Regions from separate parts of the Capsicum annuum genome. Here region 1 is linked to region 2. The links are chromatin contacts, called in public Hi-C maps. All regions are on one chromosome and are shown on one strand. Each heading gives the region's core, a stretch centred on a gene start, on an enhancer-like site or on the middle of the called end of the contact. The rest is flanking DNA. Distances are from core to core; before and after follow the strand shown. Region 1 holds the start of LOC107870760. Region 2 overlaps LOC107870399 (formin-like protein 14).

Evidence for each region. A called contact is a pair of places that touch in the nucleus more often than the background predicts.
Region 1: a contact with region 2 is called in a Hi-C map of leaf, with 3 times the contacts expected there. The contact joins the promoter of LOC107870760 here to the enhancer-like site in region 2. A contact is called at or near these places in 4 of 5 Hi-C or Micro-C datasets (bud, leaf, pericarp and 1 more).

The regions. Positions count from the first base shown.
Region 1 is chr1:23,935,892-23,942,779 of UCD10Xv1.1, reverse strand. LOC107870760 reads left to right here and starts at 2,682. Exons shown (of 2, transcript XM_047395406.1): 1 at 2,682-3,094; 2 at 5,454-5,585. The coding sequence starts at 2,839. The coding sequence ends at 5,557.
Region 2 is chr1:23,801,876-23,808,468 of UCD10Xv1.1, reverse strand. It overlaps LOC107870399 (formin-like protein 14), which reads right to left. Exons shown (of 18, transcript XM_016716924.2): 14 at 6,474-6,545; 15 at 6,266-6,382; 16 at 5,599-5,667; 17 at 5,435-5,501; 18 at 4,460-5,016. The coding sequence ends at 4,817. Among protein-coding and RNA genes, the nearest start is that of LOC107870399, 16 kb to the right of the region's middle. Within about 2 kb of position 3,733, at least 1 of the 5 cell types and tissues checked has an H3K27ac peak or open chromatin away from gene starts, as enhancers often do. A contact at or near this core is called in leaf, where this site is marked.

The sequences.
Region 1 (6,888 bases), core at 1,433-3,932, 140 kb before region 2:
ACTCATCTCTTTATGAAGCATATTTCATGATTTCTTGATGTTTTTAGCTATAATTATGATTTTTATAAGCACTACAATTACGTTTGTTGAATTTTAATTTTTGATATGATTCTTAAATATTGATTTTCTTGAGAATGACATCTCAAGCATGACTTTAGAATCCTTATGGCATTATGAATTCTCAAGAAACTTGAATAAATTCAAGAAGGAGAAAACTCCATGATAGTTATGAAATCTCTAAAGATTCAAACTTTATATATGAATAAGCCTTATTTATGTACATTTTGAGCATATGATATGAACTAATTTTGGAAGTAGTATTTAGCACCGTGAAAATAAGGGTTTTCGATAAAGCCAAGTTTCAAAATTACATGTCACCCTAGGATAAGGGTCTTCCATTAGTTGAGGTTGACACCTTCCCTTTTAGGCTCATCGTCATGATTCTTACTTTTATGTTTCTAACTTTAGCAGGTTAGAACAACCTTTTACAGTGTGGGCATATGACATTGGACTCCATGATACTCACATTGTTTATACCAATTAAAAGAAATTCTAATTTATGAGATTTAACTTCACTTTCATGATTTCATGATATTATCCTTATATATTTTGTATGATATGAATACAATATAATTTTAGATATGCATCCTTTAAGATATAATTTATAATGACTCTTTTGATCATTTTTATATGTTCACTTATCTTTGACATTATGACTTCTCTATAGCTTCCACAAGTCATTTATGACTTTTTGGGATCGACGGTTCGATTATCGGACAGTTCGTTTAGTTTTTAGAACCAATTTTCTATTTTGAAGTCTTCGCTAGTTCCAAATGGCCACTGGGCAAAAACTTCAGTGAAATAATCTCAGATGCAAATTCCAACTGTGCTAGCAGATCCGGAATATCAATTTTAGGCTAGGTAGACCTTTGGTTTGGGTCCCAATGCACCCGAGCTCATTTCAACCTACTGGCCGAAAAGTGAAAAAAGTTGAGAATATGAGTATGGGACCCACATTTGATTGAAACGACATTTGATGAAAAATATGACTTCGCCGTTGCATCCAAAACATTTATTTTATGCTAGGGGAACCCTTGATTTAGGTCCCAAGGCTCCCGGACTTATTTTGGGTTATTGAGCGAATTTTATGAAAAAACAAAACTATAGGTGTGGGCTCCACTTTTTTCCAAAATAATCTCAGATGAAAGTTTTGTGATTCCAATGGATTTGAAATGTGGTTTACACTCAAATTTCACTATTGGATCATGTTATTTGGATTTCGAATGAGTTCCGAGGGTCAAAAACAAGATTTTGACTTTGCAGTCATGGGATACCACATCTCTTTGCCAAGGGGTCTATAAATAGACCCCAAGGATTTAGGCATTTTCTCTTCATCTTTGAGAGCCTAAAAACCTAAATGGATATGATAACTCAAAATGTAGTTGTGTGAGTGAATTAAGAGCTTTATTATCATTTATTATTGCGATTATCATCCTAATTAAGGCTTGATTTTATCCAAAAATTAGCTTTGTTTGCACTCATTTATTGAGGTTATGATTCCTTGATATTGTATGAGTGTTGGGTTGGCCTCGAAAATATATTTTTAGTAAGTGGGGCTCGCTTGGAATTTTTGGTGTCGTTTTTTAACCCAGAGCACAATAGTGCAATATAGGTATCGTTACATTCATATTGATGAGTACATTAAGTTTTTGATAGCATTATGGCATTTTTGGGATTGTGAAGAGAAAATGAGCATGTGGTGAATGATATAAGGTTTTAGCTTTGAGGTAGGGTTCTACCTACTCTTCGTAGAAGATAATATGTGTTATGTATGGCATGTGAATATAAATGTTAGGCTTGATTATGAATAAAATAACTTAGTATTGATTATTGATATTTGGGGTATTAGATGATGGTTTTGGACTCGTAAGGTAGAATGTTTATGACCCTTTTAGAACCCTATTGCCTTTTTTCTAGGTTAAGCTAATTTGTAGTATGTCTTGAGCCGGGGGTCTATTGGAAACAACCTCTCTACTTCTTCGGGGGTAGTGGTATGGACTGCGTACATTTTACCCTCTCCAAACTCCACTTTGTGAGAATATACTGGGTTTGTTGTTGTTGTTATTGTAAGCTAATTTGTAGTATGGATATGATAGTATGCTAGGTTTGGGATGTATTTTATGTGTGGAATCATGGTTAGTATGCTTAACCTTAGCTGGGCTATTCTAATGATCTTGAAATCGTAATTTGGGCAGTGTTGGATTAAATGCCCATATTTCTAGGCAAAGTCCATATCTTAAGATTGGTTATAGCTTTCTTGACATCAAGAAGTTGAACTAGATATCTTAGCCTAGTTTGGGGCATTGTTTGCCTAATTATAAAAATTAAGGATTAAAAGTGGGATCTTGACCCACCTTAAGCTTGGATTTATATAGTTCCATTGAAGACCTTAGACGCTTGTTAAACGCTTAGAGAATGGCCTTGGCAGCATGTTGTAGCAGATCAGAGGTGAAGTGAAGTGTTACTGTTGGCCCAATTCAAAGTGGGCCTAATATTTCTATTTTTGTCTTGATTAGGTGTCCTTTCATTACTAGTGGAGCACATAAGCCATCTGTAGTATGAATGTAACATTATATATAGGAAGTACTAGTCCTTGTATGGGGTATTGGATAAATGAAAAAAGTCTTTTTTTTTTTTTTTACTGTTTTAACTTGTCAATTCCTTTTCTTTCACTATTTTCAGTAGCTGTTTTGCTACAATTGGTACCAGAGACAGGCTTTCCAGAGGCCTCATTATGGTTGAAACTAAAAAAGAAAGCATCCCTAATGAGGGAAAAGAATGGAGATGCTTGAGGCAAAGCAACAAAGAATGAATGTTGAAAACTTGAAGAAACAGGATGATAACACTCGTCGTCTTGATATTTTGTTGAGCCACATGAAATCTGAAAAGCGATTAGATGCAATAACATGGGGAAGATCTCGAGCTGCCTTGGTTTACGGAAACTCTCCTAGCGAAAGAGGAGACTCATCTGTGAGTGGCAATTTCAGGCCAGTTTCTTCTCTGGTAACCCCTATATTTTTTATGGCTAATAGAGGTATGACTCTTCCTCCATCTCCCTTCAATACAATGCCCCATTTTTCTCTGCCAATGACTCAACATCCACAAGCATCGCTGTACCCCCCATCCCCCACATCACTTGCTAACATAGCCAGGACATCCAGTTTTCCTTTTATTCCTCTTTCAGTTACTAGCCCAAATTTTGCAACCCAAAATGTGAATCCAAGCATTAATCAAACTCAGGTTGGACTAACGTATCTACCTCCGTTAGCGTATCAGTCTATTGATAACAGTAGTTTTTTGTAATCTAATATTCCTCAAAACATCCAACTCATTACCCAAAATAGCACCCAGACGCCTACCAATAACTCCTATTGAGGCACTAAAGCTAAAACATCTTTTCCAGAGTTTAATGGTAATTAACCCCGTGGTTGGATAAAGTGGTGCAATAAATTTTTTGACCTATATCAGGTTCCACCTTTTGAAAATATGAGTTATGTGGTTGTTCATATTAATGATAAAATGGATTTATGGTTTGACGTTTACATGATGGAACATGGCGGAGCGGTGTCTTGGGAGGAATTTTGCCGGGATGATTGTCGTAGGTATGGCAACATTCGAACTCTGGATATTGTTATTGGATTTAATAGGCTTCAACAGTGGGCTGACGTTGAGAGTTATTTTAATAGATTTGAAGAGTTGCGATTCTATTTACTGTTAATTAACCCAACACTGAATGAAACATACTTTGTGTATTGCTTTATGGGTGGATTAAAGCCGGATTTGGCATCTATGGTTAGAGCTTCTAACCCTCAGTCCATTATAGATGCATTAGAAACGGCTAAGTTGCATGAACAAACGTTGGTAGCCATTTACAAGGATATTCAAGCTCCTAAGATAGTTAATTCGCAAACTAGGATCACTTTTCCTCACAGTCCAAGAGGACCCACACCACAAAATTCCAAGGCTTTACCACCTATTACCACACGATCCCAATTGCCAATGCCCAAAAACCCAAATATTGAAACATTGAGGGAAAATAAGTTGTGTTTCTATTTCCATAAAAAGTATTTTTGGGTCATAAATGCAAGCAACGAGGCTTGCATACAATATATGGTGGGTGGAGAAGAGGAGCCATTAGTGGAGCAAGGTGAAGGATCAGGGGCAACTGGGGGATCAAGAAAGGAAAGTCACTGAGATAGTGCAAACAGAAGCAGAAGAAGAAGAAGGCACCATCAGCATGATTGAGGGTCGTTTTCACAGTCCAAACACTATTAAAATTTCTGAGCTGCTCAAGAACATGCCCTTAGTGATTTTGGTAGATTATGGGGCTACCCATAGCTTCATTAATCCACAAGTGGCTGAGTATTTAAATTTGGAGATGCACAACTTAAGAAAAAACCATGAGGGTAAGAGTTGCCAATGTGGAGACAATGGTGAGCATAATCATCTGCTCAAGGGTACGTTGGCAGATGCAAGGGGAAGGATTTGAATTTGAGTTTCGGATGTTAAAAATCGGCCGTTGTGATTTGATCTTGGGTATGGATTGGATCGATTTGGTAGCCCCGTTTGTGTTACATGTTAGGCCACATAGTATTATATTTCTTCGAGGTAATAGGATGGTGACCATTGTGGGTTATCAGGAATCTCGATCCTTGGGTTTGGAAGATTCTGAAACCATTCGTGGGCTTCTACGAAGAAGCGAGTGCAATTGGGTGGCCCAAATTCGTCAAATAGAATCAGTTGGTTCTAACAAGCAAGAGATTATCCCAAACCCTGTTGAATCCCTTTTGAATGCCTTTCAGGAGATCTTTCAGGAACCTAACTCCCTGCCACCTATTTATTCTTGTGAATATGCTATTGAACTTTGTCCAGGTTCAAGGCCAGTGAATCAGAGGCCCTATCGTTACTCCCATGAGCAAAAAAATGCCATCGAAAAGATTATCAGTGACATGTTGGAGGCTAAAACTGTGAGGCCTAGTAATTCACTGTTTGGTTCCCTAGTGTTTTTAGTAAAAAAAGGACTCAACATGGAGATTATGTGTCAATTACCGCAATCTCAATGACATTACCATTAAAAATAAATACCCAATTCCGGTGGTAGAGGATTTACTTGATGAGCTAAATAGGTCACACTATTTCTCAAAGTTGGATTTGAGATCGGGTTATCACCAAATTAGGATGAAGGAAGGCCATGAACATAAGACCACCTTCAAAACACATCATGGGTTATGGGAGTTCACTGTTATGCCTTTTGGCTTAACGAACGCTTCAACAACTTTCCACTCCCTAATGCATAGTATTTTCGGTCCTTACCTCCGAAAATTTGTGTTGGTATTTTTTATGACATTATAGTATACAGTCTGGACCTTCAAAAGCATTTACATCATTTACAGGTTGTGTTCGAGCTTTTGGTGGCTCACCAACTGTATGTGAATCGCTCAAAGTGCAGTTTTGCGCAGGACAAAGTGGAATACCTGGGACATGTAATAATGGGTGAGGGAGTGAGTACTGACAAAGCCAAGATAAAAGCAATGATAAACTAACCATTACCAGTGAGCATCAAGGGATTGCGCGGATTCCTAGTCTTAATGGGCTATTATAGGCGTTTTATTCAAAATTATGCTGTGATCAGCAAGTCTTTAACAACCTCGTCAAAGAAAGAGGGCTTCCTATGGACTAAGAAAGCAACATTGGCTTTTGAAGCTCTTAAATATGCCATGATCCATGCACCTATTTTGGCCCTTTTCGATTTTAAGATTCCTTTCACTGTGGAGGTGGATTCAAGTGGACTGCGGGTTGGAGCAGTATTTTCACAAAACAATAAACCCATTGCATTCACGAGTCAAGCTCTAAGTCCAAAATATTTGGGTTTGTCGACATATGAAAAAGAGTTGATTGCTCTTTTGCTTGTTGTGGAAAAGTGGAGGCATTACCTCTAGCCTCATCACTTCGTGATCAAAACAGATCATTTCAGTTTGAAGTTCATTAGAGATCAACGCATTACTACTTCCTTACAACATAATGGAGTGACAAAAATTAATGGGTTTAAGCTACGAAATACATTACAGACAAGGTAAAGAAAATGTTGTAGCTAATGCGTTGTCTCAGAGAAGTGAGGAAGCCAAAGAAGTTGACGTATGGGGCAGATTGTTTTGGCTTGTATGTATCACTACCTAAATGGGTTCAAAAGGTAGTAGAGAATTATGAGGATGACCAGTAAGATCAAGTCTTGATCACCAAACTCAGTTTAGATCCAAAAGCAGAAGAAGTAACTTTACAGTCAGGGCAACTGAGGTTTAAAGGCAACGTGTGGTTTGGAACACAAAAAAGTCTTAGGCCTAAATTGGTTACAGACATGCATTCAACAGCATAAGGTGGACATTCAGGAGTACACGCCACATACCAAAGACTCAAATCAATTTTTTACTGGCAAAAAATGATACAAGATGTGACGAAAGTAGTTCAAAAATGCAAAATTTGTCAATGAAACAAGGGTGGAAGTTGTGCTTACCCCGGGTTACTACAACCATTACCAATCCCAAATAAAGCTTGGGAGCATATTTCCATGGATTTCATTGAAGGTCTGCCTAAATCACAAGGGAGAAATGTCATCTTGGTGGTAATTGATAGGTTTACGAAATACAGCCATTTCATAAGCCTATCACATCTTATAATGTATGTGTTCTTGGATCAGGTGTGCAAATTACATGGAGTGCCTTGCTCAATTGTGTTAGATAGGGATACAGTTTTGTGAGTTTATTTTGGCAGGAGCTGTTAAAAAATCTGCAGGTTCAACTTAAATTAAGTTTGGCTTACCACCCGCAAACA
Region 2 (6,593 bases), core at 2,484-4,983:
CACTCCAACTGTCGCTCCTCATCCTCTCGAGGATTCATCATCTTCTAAAAGCTAGGCTGACACATAGTGATTTTCCTTATCATTTTTTTAATTTAAATTGTTGGAACAGTGTTGAGGGGGGAGCTTACACATCAACTTATCGGGAAGAGCTTAAGTATTATCTTCGGACGTCGTTAGAGGATCGTAGACGACGGATCAACACGTTAGATTGGTGGAGAAAAAATGAAACACTATATCCTGTGCTTTCAAGATTAGCTAGAGATATATTGAATGTTTCAATGTCAACCGTTGCATCGGAGAGCGCTTTTAGGCAGGGACGACAACAGCTTGGAGACAACCGACACTTATTAGGAAATAAGTCTATGAATGTTCTAGTTTGCCTTAGAGATTGGATTAGAGCAGAACGAAGAAATCAAGGAATGGAGGTGGAGCCGAAAAACGAACAGAAACTTGAACAAATTATGACTTCAGCGGAGAACTCAATGGAATCAAGTCCAATGCATGGTTTTGCCACCATTGGCTTTGACTATCCTATGCAAGTTCCCGTTAATATTAACATGGATGAGTTGAATAAAATGATGAGAACTTTGTAGATTTTTTCATTCATGTACATTGTAAATTTTGAATCATTTTGCAATCAATAAAATATAACATTCATTCACTCCTTAGTCCTTACTTTATAATTTTTTTCATTTAATGATTTAAATTTAATTTTTAGTTTAAATTAAATAATTAGTTTTAATATATTACTAATTTACTATCAAGTATTATTAGTTTATTATATTAAGTAGCATGTTTTATTTAAAGTATTACACATATTGAATGGTACGTATAAATGTGTATATATTTTCTATAGACACTAAAGTAGTATATATTTAACGTATACATGTGTACATGTTTTATAAATTAGTATATAACTATATATTTAGTGTGTGTATATATTGTAGCATATGTTTTATTTAAAGTAGTACGTATATTGAATGGTACATCTATATGTGTATATATCTTCTATAGACACTAAAGTAGTATATATTTAACGTATTCATATGTATATGTTTTATAAATTAGTATATAACTATATATTTAGTGTGTGTATATATAGTAGTATATATATTGTAGCATATGTTTTATTTAAAGTAGTACATATATTGAATGGTATGTATATATGTGTATATATTTTCTATAGACACTAAAGTAGTATATATTTAACGTATACATGTGTACATGTTTTATAAATTAGTATATAACTATATATTTAGTGTTGTATATATTGTAGTACATATATTGTAGCATATGTTTTATTTAAAGTAGTACATATATTGAATGGTACGTATATATATTGTAGCATATGTTTTATTTAAAGTAGTACATATGAGTCATGGAAGAGTTATCTACTTTGTTTGGATTCTTCTTAGTTAACACATAAGATATATTGAGAAGACTTAAGTAGAGAAGTACTTTATCCTTCCACCTGTTGAAATGAGTGTTGTTGAACCGGAATGGCTTGTTGAGATCTCTCACCTTGACATCCACGAATTTTTCAGTTGTTACCATTGAATCTCCTTAAAATTATTGGTGATATTACAATTGAAAACATTACAAGTAGAGAAAAATAAAAAGTTATCTTCTTCTTCGGCTAAGGCGCGGATATCTCACTCTCTTTAAGGATTCAAACCCATTGCAGCAAAATTATTTCACCGGTACAGCAGTAATTTTCTTGACTAGTCCCCTCCAGGATACAACAGCCTTCTCACAAAGTACAACTCAATAACTCTGGACAAGAGTTTTCAAGCTCCACAAAGAAAACACCTCCCTTCAACTAATGAATCTCTTTTTTACTATCTTTTGTAAACTCTATATTATCTTGTGTGTCCTAAAAATATGCAAGATCATCTCTATTTATAGGGGAAGAAATCTTCCATGCAATGAATAGAAAGATAAATATAGTAGATGAATGACATAAAAATTACAAGAGTTACAAGGGTTACAAGAGTTACAAGAAATTATAAGTCATAAAGTGTAGGATAATGGAGGAATAAAGAGTTAAGTTACAAAGTCTAATGTAACATTATTGTCCACTAACAAGATAAATGACTTGTAACATTTTTTCAATAAAATGATAGTAAATGCTGCTAACGTCAAAACCATGCATTGTAACACTAATATGAGGTATATGACTTGTAACATTTTTTGTCAATAAAATGGTGGTAAATGTTGCATAACGTCAAAGACATGCATAATAATATTAAAAAATAATAATATTAAAATGCTAACAACATCACTTCACAAAATCAAAGACAACCTAGCTACAAAGAACTTATAAAAGCCAAAATTATCCTAGAATATTCAGTTCCTAGAGTGTCTGCGCCAAGTATTGCTAGTGCAGACACTGGAGGAACTAACAAAATGGATGGGTTCTCCCTCATGGACATCCTTGCTCCTTTTTTCGTTAGCAGGCCTGCTACCTTGTTCCTTTTCCTGTACACATGCACCAGTTGCACTACCCCCAACTTTTCTATTAATGACCAGCATTCAAATATTAAGCTATTATGAGGCAAATGGCTCATTTCAATCATAAAAATTGCTTCATAGAATCCATGTTAATGTCCAGTGGTTAGAGGTTTTGCTAAATTGCTAACCGGAAGCCCCTTCTGAGTCATGGAGTTCAGCGATGGCAGGGGTGACATTGTGAATGTTATCTATGAAGCTTGTGATCACTCCCAATTGTAGTTTCTGGTCACACCTCCCAAGCCTCCGAATTCTGGATTGTGATGCAATGTTGCATCAGTACTCTTTAATTTGTAATTGCCAAAGATAGGGGGGTTGCCACATAACTTGGATGGTGATTTGGGGAGTTTTAGAGTTGTGGTGATTGCTTGCTAGAAGTTGAAATTCAGTAGCTTGAGCTATGGTATCATCAACAGACATAGCATCTTTCTTGTTGTTGAACAAGTCGCTATTTCTTGCGAGCCAAATGTTCCATAGGCAAAAGAGAACAACATCCTAAGTTAGCCAGTTATTATCAGGTTTTCCTCTAGGGGTTTTCTAAGAGGTTATCCAGTTGTTAAATGTAATACCAGAGGTGCAAATGGGTTGTGTGTTGTTGTTGTTCTTAGCAATTGTTGCCCGAAATCTAGTGGAATTGGTGCATTGAAAGAAGAGATGATCTATATCCTCATGATATGCATCTCATAGAATTTACAGGTAGGATTAATATTAACATCAATTATGTGGAGATAAGAGGTTGGTGGGGAGCCTTTTGTGAGAGAGGAGCCAAAGAAAGTGCTTAATCTTGTTAGGACAGTTGGAATGTCAGATATCTTTGTATTGCCCTTCATTTCCACTCAGAGGATGTGTTGCATTATTAATGAGATTGCAGGCACTGCTAGTGGTGAAGATCCCCTTACTAGTTAAGCCCCATATTAGCTTATCAATTTGAGAGCTATCAATAGGAAGGAAAAGTGGATAAGGGAAGTGATGTCTCTAGGCAGCTTAAAGGATAAGTTGAAAAGATTTCATTGTCTGTTAGAGCGGGGATTGGAAATGATTAGGTTTTTCTCTCCATCTTTTAAAGGTCCATGAATCATATTCCTAATGAAAGTGTGGACTACCACTAAAAAATGTGATTTTATCCCCCTTGTATGGAACCCATTTGTGGGCAGTGTCAGAGTCTTTCTATCCTTGTTGCGCGCATTGCCAAGTTTTTGAGATGATCCTAGCTCCATTACTACTTCTGTTAGGACTTTTATATTTATTAATGAGGATCTTTCCCCATAAGGAATGGGTTTGTTATGAAGTATCCAAGCAAGACTTGCCTCCTTTGTTTTTTATTTCACTTCTTTGGATGCCAAGCCCACTTTCTATCTTTTTTTCCTGGTGATGGTACTCCAGTTAACCAGATGAATCTTTTTTCTTTTCAACAGTAGTGCCTCGAACAAAATTCCTTTGGATTCTATTTGTCATATTAGTGACTTTAGAAGTGTATTTTATGTACTGCATGACATGGGAAGGGATGCTTCCTAAGGTGGCTACAACAGTTCCTCCAGCTTGGTTCAGGAACTTAGCCTTCCAGCAAGAGAGTTTGGTTCTTATATAAAGAAGGCAATATGCCTTTTAAATTGGCTTCAACTTGCATTTATGTTCTCCAACTTTGGATGTGTATAAATAGATACTTACGTCAAATAGGACGTGTGCCTTTTTGTTCAATTTTATACAAGTTTAAATGTCTACTTGTGCACTTCCAAAGTTGGTGGCCATAGATGTGAACTAAAACTAAATTAAAAATGCCCATAGTGAACCCCTCATAATGCTTGTATTGGTTTTAGAACAAGCATTGAATTTTAATTTCATGAAAATGGTCATCTAAAGATAACATTCCTTGTGTATGCATTAGCACTAAACAGTTCCATTGCTATTAAATTAAATGGTCTTCAGTACAAAATTCATAATTGCAAAGATCTGCCACTCCAGAAAAGTTTTTCTTGAATTTATCTTGTACAAGATGGAACTTTAATATATACAACTGGAAAAGCCTCTCTAAGAGGTCTCAGTTTTTTCCACTTCAGGATACAAGAACGGAGTAACAATGGCAATTGTGCACGCTACTAAATGGCAAAAAAAATACTGCCAGTAAAACTATGGTAATTATGTACATTTGTAACTATCAATAAAACTTAAATAGTACACTGAAGTCCAGTGGCATATGAGCAGCCTCCCAAGGCCGCTGCTATCATCAAGAATGTAACTTTTTCTGTTTTTTCGCGTAATCTGGCAGAGCTTATAGTGAGTACTATAAGCTTCGGTCAATTTGAACTGATCACACAGCATGTAACTGATTCCGAAAATTCAGTTTAATTCTATCAGCATCAACTACTTCTTTCTTTCCAGAAGAACTAGCAGCCGCTTGTTCCTTCAACGCTTCCTTCTCTAGTTTCTTCCTTTCAGCATCAGCTGCTTGTTCGTTCTCATCACGTGATTTTTTAAACAACTTCATGAAGACCACCAAAATCTGTGTCACTGCATCCAGCAAGTAAAGGTATGAAGGACATCAGAACTTGTCACTAACATCAACCAAAGATTTAAAATAAAGACCGGTTAAAGAGTTGGCAAAGGAAAATTGTGTTGAAGAAATTTTCACATTGGTATAGTATAAAACTCAGGTTTAAATGGTAAATGAACTAAATAAACAAGATCCACAGGACAAATGCTATTCGAGAAATCTAGTCAAATGGCAATATGCACTTGACAAATGCCACAAAGGCCATAAATGGTGCATCCCATAACCTTCACATTAAAGACAGACTACTACAAGCTATATTGCCGAGAGTATTGCTAAACAGCCAAACGACTGCAGTCTTTTCTTTTCCAGAAATCCTACCATATGTCTGATAAGTGATAATACAGCAAGAAAACCTATAACATCTGTATCTCTAACCTTGCTCAAAAGGGCATCGAGCTGGATCCTCGCCAAAATACAGGGATAAGGAGTCTGCACTCCTTCCCTGCAGATTTACAAGATAGAAAAAATTAGCAAACTTGGCATGAGTTACACTTCCAAGAGCATTTAAAATATGATATAACGAATGCAAGTAAACTCACCACTTCAATATAAAGAGTAGTGAGAGACTTGACTTCAGCCTCAGCAGTATCAAGGAAATTCTTTAACACCTGAGAAGGAATGTACAAGTCACTAAACGCATATTTCATATTGCAATCAAGTTTGACTGCATCACTAGTCAGACTGCACTCTAATATTGGGTCCAACATAAACCAAATTGGGGTCTTCCCGGTGCAAGCCTCTTAACTGGATTTTTAGAAACAAATGTCATCCATTCAGGACACGTATCTCTCTATATCAGTGATACACTGCTTCCTTACTTTGTCTTCTAAAAAATATCCAGAATAAAGCTTTTAAATAGTAAATAGGAATCCTTGTATAATGAAGGAAACTTGGGAAAGTGGAAATCGCACAATGCCATTTACTTCACTTTTATCGTAAAAATCACGAGAATCAGTTAATACATTTAGAAATTGCAATTTATGATCTTATGACATAATTAGAGAAATTTAGGATCACTTTGGGTAGAATAGACTGAATCATGTGCAAACTAGAATACGCTTTCTACAAAATAAAATTAAGGTACATTGTCAAATGGCCTTAAAACAACTAAAATTTAAATCTAAAAAGAAACATAAACTTGGAAGTAAATGCAATGAGCTAATCATTGGGTAACTAGGAATATAAGTTACCATTCTCTTTTCTCACCTTCTGAAAGCCTGAAGATATTGTACCATCATTGTCGGATGCAGTAAGTTCTTGTTCAACTTTCTCAAGACCTTTGCTCACTGCTTGCATTTCTTCAGCCAAAGACTTCAGTTGGATCTAACCACATAATATGACGTAAACAAACATTTCAGTTCACTGTTATACTAGTAGTACTCCAAGTGAAGACCATAATATATAGCAAGGGTACCTTAGAGGCAGCTTCCAAGTGAACAAGATCCTTGTCGAAATCAAGCAACTCTGGCATTTTCTCAGCAAGGAGCTGATTCAAAAAAAAAAAAAAGAACAGTTACATATTGGCATCACATCG